Linked DNA regions of Mus musculus: region 2 is linked to region 1. Evidence: chromatin contacts called from public Hi-C data. All regions are on one chromosome and are shown on one strand. Each heading gives the region's core, a stretch centred on a gene start, on an enhancer-like site or on the middle of the called end of the contact. The rest is flanking DNA. Distances are from core to core; before and after follow the strand shown.

Region 1 (4,025 bases), core at 912-3,411:
CTTATTCCCCTAGTTATTCCCATTCAACGTTACAAATTAGTGCTTGCTGTGTCTCCAAAACACCAAGCTGGGGCTATGCTGCTATGACTCAGTAGTAGAATGCTTCATCGCCCGTGGTAAATGTCCTATGTTTAATCCTTCGGATCAGGAAGGAGGAGAGAGATCATGACTGTTTAGAGCTACAACTACAACAGTAAACAAGACAGAGTGTCTGCCAAAAGCCAAGAAGACTTAGACTCTTCATCTAAGGTTTTTGATTAAAACAAAACAAAACAACACCCCCCTCCCCCAAACGTTAGAAATCACCTTATTTGTTATTCTACTTTCAGGAAACAGACTCAGGATGCTAAGTGGCTTATGGAAAGGCCAGGGGAGCAGTAGGCTTGCGAGCTTGGTCACCTGATACTGAACCTGTTTTCCCACCTTATGGCTGATGCCATCTCAGTTCCCAGGATTGCCTTGCCCTGCCCGATTGTATGTGTGTGTGCTTGCTAGTATAAGGGTGAGCAGCCTCTCCATCCAGAAGACTGTTGGTGTGGATAATGAATACTGTGGCCACCTCTCACCTGACCCCGTGCCACATGGTCTCCCCATAATTCTATTGTCTTTAATGTCTTAGCATGGGAGGGGGCCCAGTCTTTAAGGAGCACAGACCCCCTTCATGCAAGAGGACTTCTTTTCTTTTCTTTTCTTTTCTTTTCTTTTCTTTTCTTTTCTTTCTTTTCTCCTTCCTTCCTTCCTTCCTTCCTTCCTTCCTTCCTTCCTTCCTTCCTTCCTTCCTTCCTTTAAAGCTGGAAGGGGAAGCTCTTGAGTTAGAAATGGCCCTCTCAGGCCTCTTGAGAGTATAATACAAACTGGATAGTCAGCAGGAACCCAGCTTCCTTCGCTTACACATCTAACCCTGGCTGTTTACTGCCCTGGGGCTTCCCCACCACTGTGTGGCTCCAGCTGTTGTCCTCAGGAAATGCTGGCTTCTTAGTTTCTCCTTTGCAAGTTGATAAACCGTGGTGTGGTTGGCTCTCCACCCAGGTAGGACTCGAGAGTTATAAACAGGCCTGTGAGTAAGTTCCTTAAAGGATTCTTGACTCCTCAGCAGCCTTTTCTTCAGTCTATTCAAAACATGATCTTGTCACATGACACTCCTATATGCTTCCTTCAACCTTGTCAGTCTGAGCTGACAGAAAGTGTCCTCACAGCTACCAGTTATGACAGTGGAATAGACCAGGAGTTGTCAGTATTGTCCCCAGACTCTGGGGCAGTGGTTCTCAACCTTCCTAATGCTCCACCTTCCTCAGATTGTGGTGATCCCAGACCATACAGTTATTTTTGTTGCTACTTATGTAATTTTGCTACTGTTCTGAATCATAATGTAAATATCTGATATGTAGGCTATCTGATACGTGACCCCCAAAGGGGTTGAGACCCACAGGTTGAGAACTACTGCTCTAGGGGAATACAGCATCTATTGTGGAGGCGTAGCGATGCCAGACTCATTAGGAACAGTAGTACCAGGCTAAGGAGCTGGGGGTGGTGATGGTTTCAGCCCATCTTCATTCCTTGGGATGGGAGTTCTGGCTGAGGACATTATTACTAATACTGCCATTATCCGGCACATTTACAGGAAAAGACAGAGATAGAGGCGTAGGAAGGTTCTTGGCAGCCACTTGATTTACTGTTCAGTAAAATGCAACATTTCCTTCTGTCAGGCCACAGCCAAAGGGCCATCTGGTCTGCCAGACATCTGCTTGCTTCGCAGAGAAGAGTCAGCCTGAGGGAGTAAGCTCATTATTGAAAAAATGCACTGCCGGCCAAGAGAGTAGACACGCATGACCCTTATTATCAGATCCATCACACATCTGCAGGACTAAGAGAGGGGCTGCTTTTAATCAAAGCTAGTAACCAGTCAGAAGCAACCAAAGGAAAATAAACTCTGCCCTGGGTTCTAACTCTTCACATACTCTTTTATTTTATTTTATTTTATTTTATTTTATTTTATTTTTGAGACAGAGTCTCCTGTAAACCAGCTGACCTTAAACTCTCAGAGTAGGGGAGGAGGCTGACCTCACACCTTACCTGATCTTCCTGCCACCTAGTCTCAAGCGCTGGCCACACCCAGCAGTTTGCTTTCTTTTTCCAAAAGTGCTTTCAGGATACACTTTGTCCTCCATTGTTTAGTGAGTGTTACAGGAATGTGTACTGCTTGTGAGGCAGAGTGCATGCTAGGCAGAGAGCTACACATATGTAAACAAGACGGGTGGGGGCCAGGGCGGAGAATTCCCTGTCCTTGGAAAACTGTAATCAAATTCAAACTTCTGCTGGCCTCTTTCTACTCTTGAAGCTGTTAAGGACTTGTGTGCTTTTGTTTCTCTGAACTGTACATCCTGATGCTTACAGCAGGAGAATTAAAACCAAAGCTGGAGATGAGTATGTCGACCCCAGTTCAAATCCCCAGAACTGAGGTAAAAGCTAGACATGGTAGTGCAATGCCTGATGGGATCTGTAATCCCAGTGTTCCTCCAGCAAGGTGAGGGGTGGGCACAGGGGAATCCATGGAGACTCAACAGCCAGATAGCTGGGCCCGGGCAGTTTGGAAACAAACAACAAAGAGACCCTGTCTCAAACTAGATAGAAGGCAAGGACTGTCACCTGAGGCATGTATTAGCCCATACTCATGTATACACACACACACATACACATTTTATATATATATATAAACATATTAATTATATCTTATACTATTTACATATATACACTATATATGTATATGATATAATTAATATGTTAATCTATTAAATAATATATGTATTGTGTGTATATATATTCACATGCAAGAAATAAATAACATTTTAACAATTTGAGAGAATACACCAACACATCCGTACTTAAGCAGAGCAAGGACATCTTCATAGGTCAGGTAAACTTTACTTTGTAGTCACAAAGCCAGAGAAAAAGGCAGAAATGATGTATGACTATTGTTACTAAAATTACTTTTGATTTTGTGGCGTGCCTGAGAGGGCCTCAGGGACTTCTAGGGGTCCAGAGACCATGTTCATCCAGTTTTAATTAAATTAATAATGCTGACTTTCTAAGATTATTTACATAGACTATTAACATTAATTACATTATACATGTTATAATAATATATTATATACAACACGTGTATCTTTTTTTTAAAGATTTATTTATTATATGTAAGTACACTGTAGCTGTCTTCAGACACACCAGAAGAGGGCATCAGATCTCATTACAGATGGTTGTGAGCCACCATGTGGTTGCTGGGATTTGAGCTCAGGACCTTTGGAAGAGCAGTCAGTGCTCTTAACCGCTGAGCCAATTCTCCAGCCCTCTTTTCTTATTGTGACATGTACAATGTATAGTTATAACAATTATAATCTATATCTATGTTTTTTTTTCTGTAAGACCTATTTGGAAACCATATTAGTAATATTTTCAAAGCAGCCAGAGTTTGTTTAGTGTGCTGTGTCTTTCTTGTGTGCCCTGAGTTCAGTGTCGAGACAGAGTTTTGTGATGGATGGATGGATGGCTGATGAATGCCTTGTAATCCCAGGACTTGGAAAGCTTAGGCAGGAGAATTGAGGCCAGCATGTGCTGCAGAGTAAGTTGCAGGCTAGCCTGGACAAAATGGTGCTCTGTCTCAATAGCAAATAAATAAATAAATAAAAATAAAAAAGAGCCAAACCAACCAAAAGCCCCAAGTTTGGAGCTATTGAAGATTCAGGCTCTGGGAATCTCTTGTTTTTTAATGTGTTCTTCCATAACTTGAGGAGAACATTGGTCTCTTCATAACTCGGGGATGCCCTTCTCTGGCCTCGGCCCCACAGAGCTTTCAATCTGTAGCACACAATTTAGTATTCTAAGCTAGCTTGCAAGTCTCTTTTAAAAGGTAAGAATCCTGTCATACTTAGTTTTGTTTCATCTCCTATTGCCAAACTCAATGACTTATACAAAACAAAACGGTGAGGAGCCAGGGTATAGCTCAGTGGAAAGGCACTCACTTACCTAGC
Region 2 (4,050 bases), core at 112-2,611, 220 kb before region 1:
ATGCTGTCTTCTGGGCATGATGTGGCCACTGCAATCTTGAATTCACAGTAGCTACGATTACACACACCAGATCTGCATTAAGACTAGACTATCAATAATCTATTACAGATGGAGGAGGTGCTCGTGGGGCAATTAATGGTTGCTGAGTGATGGGGAGATGGTTGTTTTGTGGTGTAGCCACTAGTAAGGTGCCCATGATCCTGTCAATAACCCCTCATCAGTACTCCTGTAAGCAATCCTAATGAAAAAAATCACTGGGTCACACACACACACACGGAAGGAAGGAAGGAAGGAAGGAAGGAAGGAAGGAAGGAAGGAAGGAAGGAAGGAAGAGAAATGAACACAGAAGGGGGACTAGTTGGCAAAAGGGAATCAGTAGGAATCGGGGGACACAAGAGAAGTAATGGGGGTAAATATGAGCAAATTACATTATATACATGCATGAAAATGTCACAACCCATTATGCATAATTAATATATACAAATATAAAACTTAAAAATAAAACACTTTTAGTCTGGAACACTAACTGAACTGAGTACCCTGTCTTCTACAAGAATCTCAGCAAAGCACCATTGTGCCTGCAAAGGGTTTACCCCCCATGTTCTATGTGGAGCTGCATTCTCTCAAGGAGAACTGTAGGGAAGACCTGCCCAAGCCAGTGCCACACAGGATGTGGGAGTCTCTATCTTCTTTAGGAATCTTTTAAGTTTGTGTGCATAGGATCTTTCACACGATTCAGTCACTTCCATTGACAAACACAAAAGCTTTGAAAGATTATGCTGTTTCCCCATTTCCCCCAAAAGGCAATTATATATCCAGAATCAGGACTACAGTTTCTACTAATACCTGCTTTCCCTTTCCCTTTCCCTTTCCCTTTCCCTTTCCCCTTCTTTCCCCTTTCCCTTCCCATTTCCCCCTTCCCACTTCTTCTCCCCTTCCCCCTTCTTCCCCATTTTCTCTTCCCTTCCCTTCCCCCTTCCCTTTTCCCTTCTCCCTTCCCTTCCCTTCTCCCTTTCCCCTTCCCTTCCCTTCCCCCCTTCCCTTCCCTTTTTCTTCTCTTCTCCTCCTCCCGTTCCCCCTCCCCTCCCTCCTCCTCCTCCTCCTTCTCTTCTTCTTCTTCTTCTTCTTCTTCTTCTTCTTCTTCTTCTTCTTCTTCTTCTTCTTCTTCTCCTTCTCCTTCTTCCTCTCTCTCTCTCTCTCTCTCTCTCTCTCTCTCTCTCTCTCTCTCTCTCTCTCTCCTCGCATGTGTGTGTATGTGTCCCAATGCATCAGGGTATGCCAATGCATGTGTGTACAGGTGCCTACAGAAGCCTGAGGAGGGCATCAGAGCCCCTTGAGCAAGAGCTACAGTTCATGGGGCGCTGCCCCAGACAGGCAAACAAAACTTCAGCCCTGTGGAAGAGCAGCCAGTGCTGTTAACCTCTGAACCCACATCTCCAGCCTCAGGCATGTTTTCCTGCTCTCCTCTTTCTCTTTCACAGGAATTCCATCACAAACTTCATATGCAATGCACACAGCCTCAGGAGACCTTTGGTGAAGTTGCTACTTCATTCAAACTAACTTTGAAAACTTAAAAAAGAATCTAGTGGAGAGGAAAGTGTGATGCTCTCAGCTGGAATCTCAGCACTCAAGGAGCTGAGACAGGAGGATTGCTATGAGTTCAAGAGTAGTCTGGGCGACCTGCTGAGGTCCAGGACAGGCTGAAGCAGCTTGTGTGAACCCCTGTCTCAAAAAAAGAAAAACTACAAACCAAAGCCAACTGAATAAACCCATCAAAAAGAAAACTTAGTAATGAAAGTTGGGGTTTAGGAGATCTAACGTGCACTGTACCTCCCGAGTCTTGGTTTTGAAGTCCAGCAATCAATTCCTTCTCAATCACCAGCCATTCAGCCGTTCAGAGCAGCACTTTCGCTGCAATTCAAAAGCTGCACAATGCAGGCTGGGCCTTCGTGCCAGCAGACGCCAAAGATTTCAGGGAAGGTGGGAGGACTCAAGGGCAAAGAACCAAACAGCACGGCTCGGAGAGAGGAACTGGGCCTGCTTTGTAGGGCGATGGGGACGAGTCTTTTGCTAAGGAGCCTCCTCATCCTTTGAGAAGGACATCGCAATACTGAACCCCAACAGGGCTCTCACCTAGCAGCAAACAACTTGTCTGACTTCTGTTTAAAAGTCTGTATTTACTAATAATGTTTGACTTTTGTCTAAAAATCCATATTTACTAACAATGGTACCTAATACACAGGAAAGCATCGGGCTGTCTCTTCCATCATCGTTATCCTTTTCTTTAAAATAAAGTTTAGTATTTTGGAAACTTTAGTAGATGATTCTGAGTCACCATGTGGTTGCTGGGAATGGAGCTCAGGACCTCTGGAAGTGCAGTCAGTGCTCTTAACTGCTGAGTCATCTCTCAGGCCCTTCAGTAGATAATTGTAATGACTTCTCTCTAGTATCTTTCCAAAACTAATATCTAAAAGAGAAAATAGAGACTTGGATCAAGGTGATCTGGGATCTGCATAAAATCTGTCAGTTTCAAAGATGGCCTAGTCAGAGGAGAGGCCCTTGGTCTTGAGAATATTATATGCCCCAGTACAGGGGAATGCCAGAGCCAGGAGGTGGGAGTGGGTGGATTGGGGAACAGGGTGGAGGAAGAGTATAGCAGACTTTCGGGATAGCATTTGAAATGTAAATGAAGAAAATATATAATAATAATAATAATAATAATAATAATAATAATAATAATAACCTGTCAGTTTCAATGCCCTGGCAACACATAATGGAATGGCTTTCTTAAGTGCTTAGTGGCTGAATGTGGTGGTGCACGCCTTTAACCCCAGTCCTTCGGAGGCAACAGGCAGGTATCTTTCTGTGAGTTTCAGGCCAGCTTGCTCTTCACAGTGAGTTCCAGGCCAGCTAGGCTGTATAGGCATACTTTGTCTCCAAAAACAAAAACAAAAAGTATTTTTGGAAGCTGGGCATAGTAGTTATCACCTTTACTCGAAACCCTTGGGAGCCAGAGGTAGGTAGATTGCTGTGAGTTTGAGGCCAGTCTGCTTTTCATAGTGAGTTCCAGGGCTACAATAGTGAGTGAGATCCTGCTTCCAAACAGAAAACGAAGCAAAAGCATTTTGTTTGTTTTGCTTTTTTGCCACCTAAGAGAAGAGGAAAAGGTGTGTCCTTGTGGCCTGTGCCCTTCCCTCCTGCCCCCTCATCCCTGGCTATATACTAAATCAACATTTTTTTTAATATGACAAAACAGAATGCACATGGCTAAGTGTCTATGAACAATAATTTTGGGGGGGGGGATAAGGTGACTAGGTCAATAAAATGTTTCTCATGAAAACATGAGGAAGTGAGTTTGGATTCCCATCATCCAAGTAGACATCTAGTCAGGGTTGTGTGGGCTTGTAATCCTAGCGTTGGGAAGGCAGAAACAGGAGAATCACTGGAGCTAGCTGGCCAGTCAGTCTAGACAGGTTGGTGAACTCTTGTTCTGAGAGAGATCAGGTCTCACAACAAAGGAGGGGAGAGATAGAGAAGACTCATGACATCAACGTTGGCTTAGTCACACATAACAGGCACACATACATGCATATGTACACATACATACACACATACAGGCACACATACGTACACGAACACATATATGCACAGTACATACATGCACACATACACATATGAGGCATGTACCACTCACTCTTATTAGCAAACTAACAAAATAAATAAATAAATGGGAATTTTGGTTTTGCTGTTATTCTTGTTCTTAAATGAATGTTTTGACAGGCAGGTGGATGATATATACAACACTCTTGTCTTCAACCAGCTGATTGAGTCCCTGCAGTAAAATCCCACTCCCACTGTATAAATGTGCTTCCCATCTAGCCAAGCTATGCCTTTCATAAACAGATCCTGTCCGTTTATGAAGACATTTTGTCCTTGGGGGTGCACTTTCGGCTCAGTGGTAGATCACTTGATAAGCCTGTGCAAGATCCTCCGTGCTTTCCCCAACACCACAAAAAGAAGCCCCCCTCCCCCGCCTTTGTCCTACAACAT

Evidence for each region. A called contact is a pair of places that touch in the nucleus more often than the background predicts.
Region 2: a Hi-C map of liver shows a contact between it and region 1, with 3 times the contacts expected there. The contact joins two enhancer-like sites. A contact is called at or near these places in 2 of 39 promoter capture datasets (the 3T3-L1 cell line and cranial neural crest), 1 of 15 datasets of contacts at CTCF or cohesin (the NIH/3T3 cell line), 11 of 484 Hi-C or Micro-C datasets (Sertoli cells, adipose-derived mesenchymal stem cells, cardiomyocytes and 6 more), 5 of 115 datasets of contacts at active chromatin or transcription factors (bone marrow-derived macrophages, differentiating embryonic stem cells, forebrain and 2 more) and 1 of 9 other capture datasets (adipose tissue).

The regions. Positions count from the first base shown.
Region 1 is chr5:92,496,572-92,500,596 of GRCm38.p6, reverse strand. The region is part of intron 1 of Scarb2 (scavenger receptor class B, member 2); the gene reads left to right. Among named protein-coding and RNA genes, the nearest start is that of Scarb2, 7.1 kb to the left of the region's middle. Within about 2 kb of position 2,161, at least 160 of the 459 cell types and tissues checked have an H3K27ac peak or open chromatin away from gene starts, as enhancers often do. A contact at or near this core is called in adipose tissue and liver, where this site is marked.
Region 2 is chr5:92,713,407-92,717,456 of GRCm38.p6, reverse strand. All of the region lies in intron 1 of Shroom3 (shroom family member 3), which reads right to left. Among named protein-coding and RNA genes, the nearest start is that of Shroom3, 32 kb to the right of the region's middle. Within about 2 kb of position 1,361, at least 17 of the 459 cell types and tissues checked have an H3K27ac peak or open chromatin away from gene starts, as enhancers often do. A contact at or near this core is called in adipose tissue and liver, where this site is marked.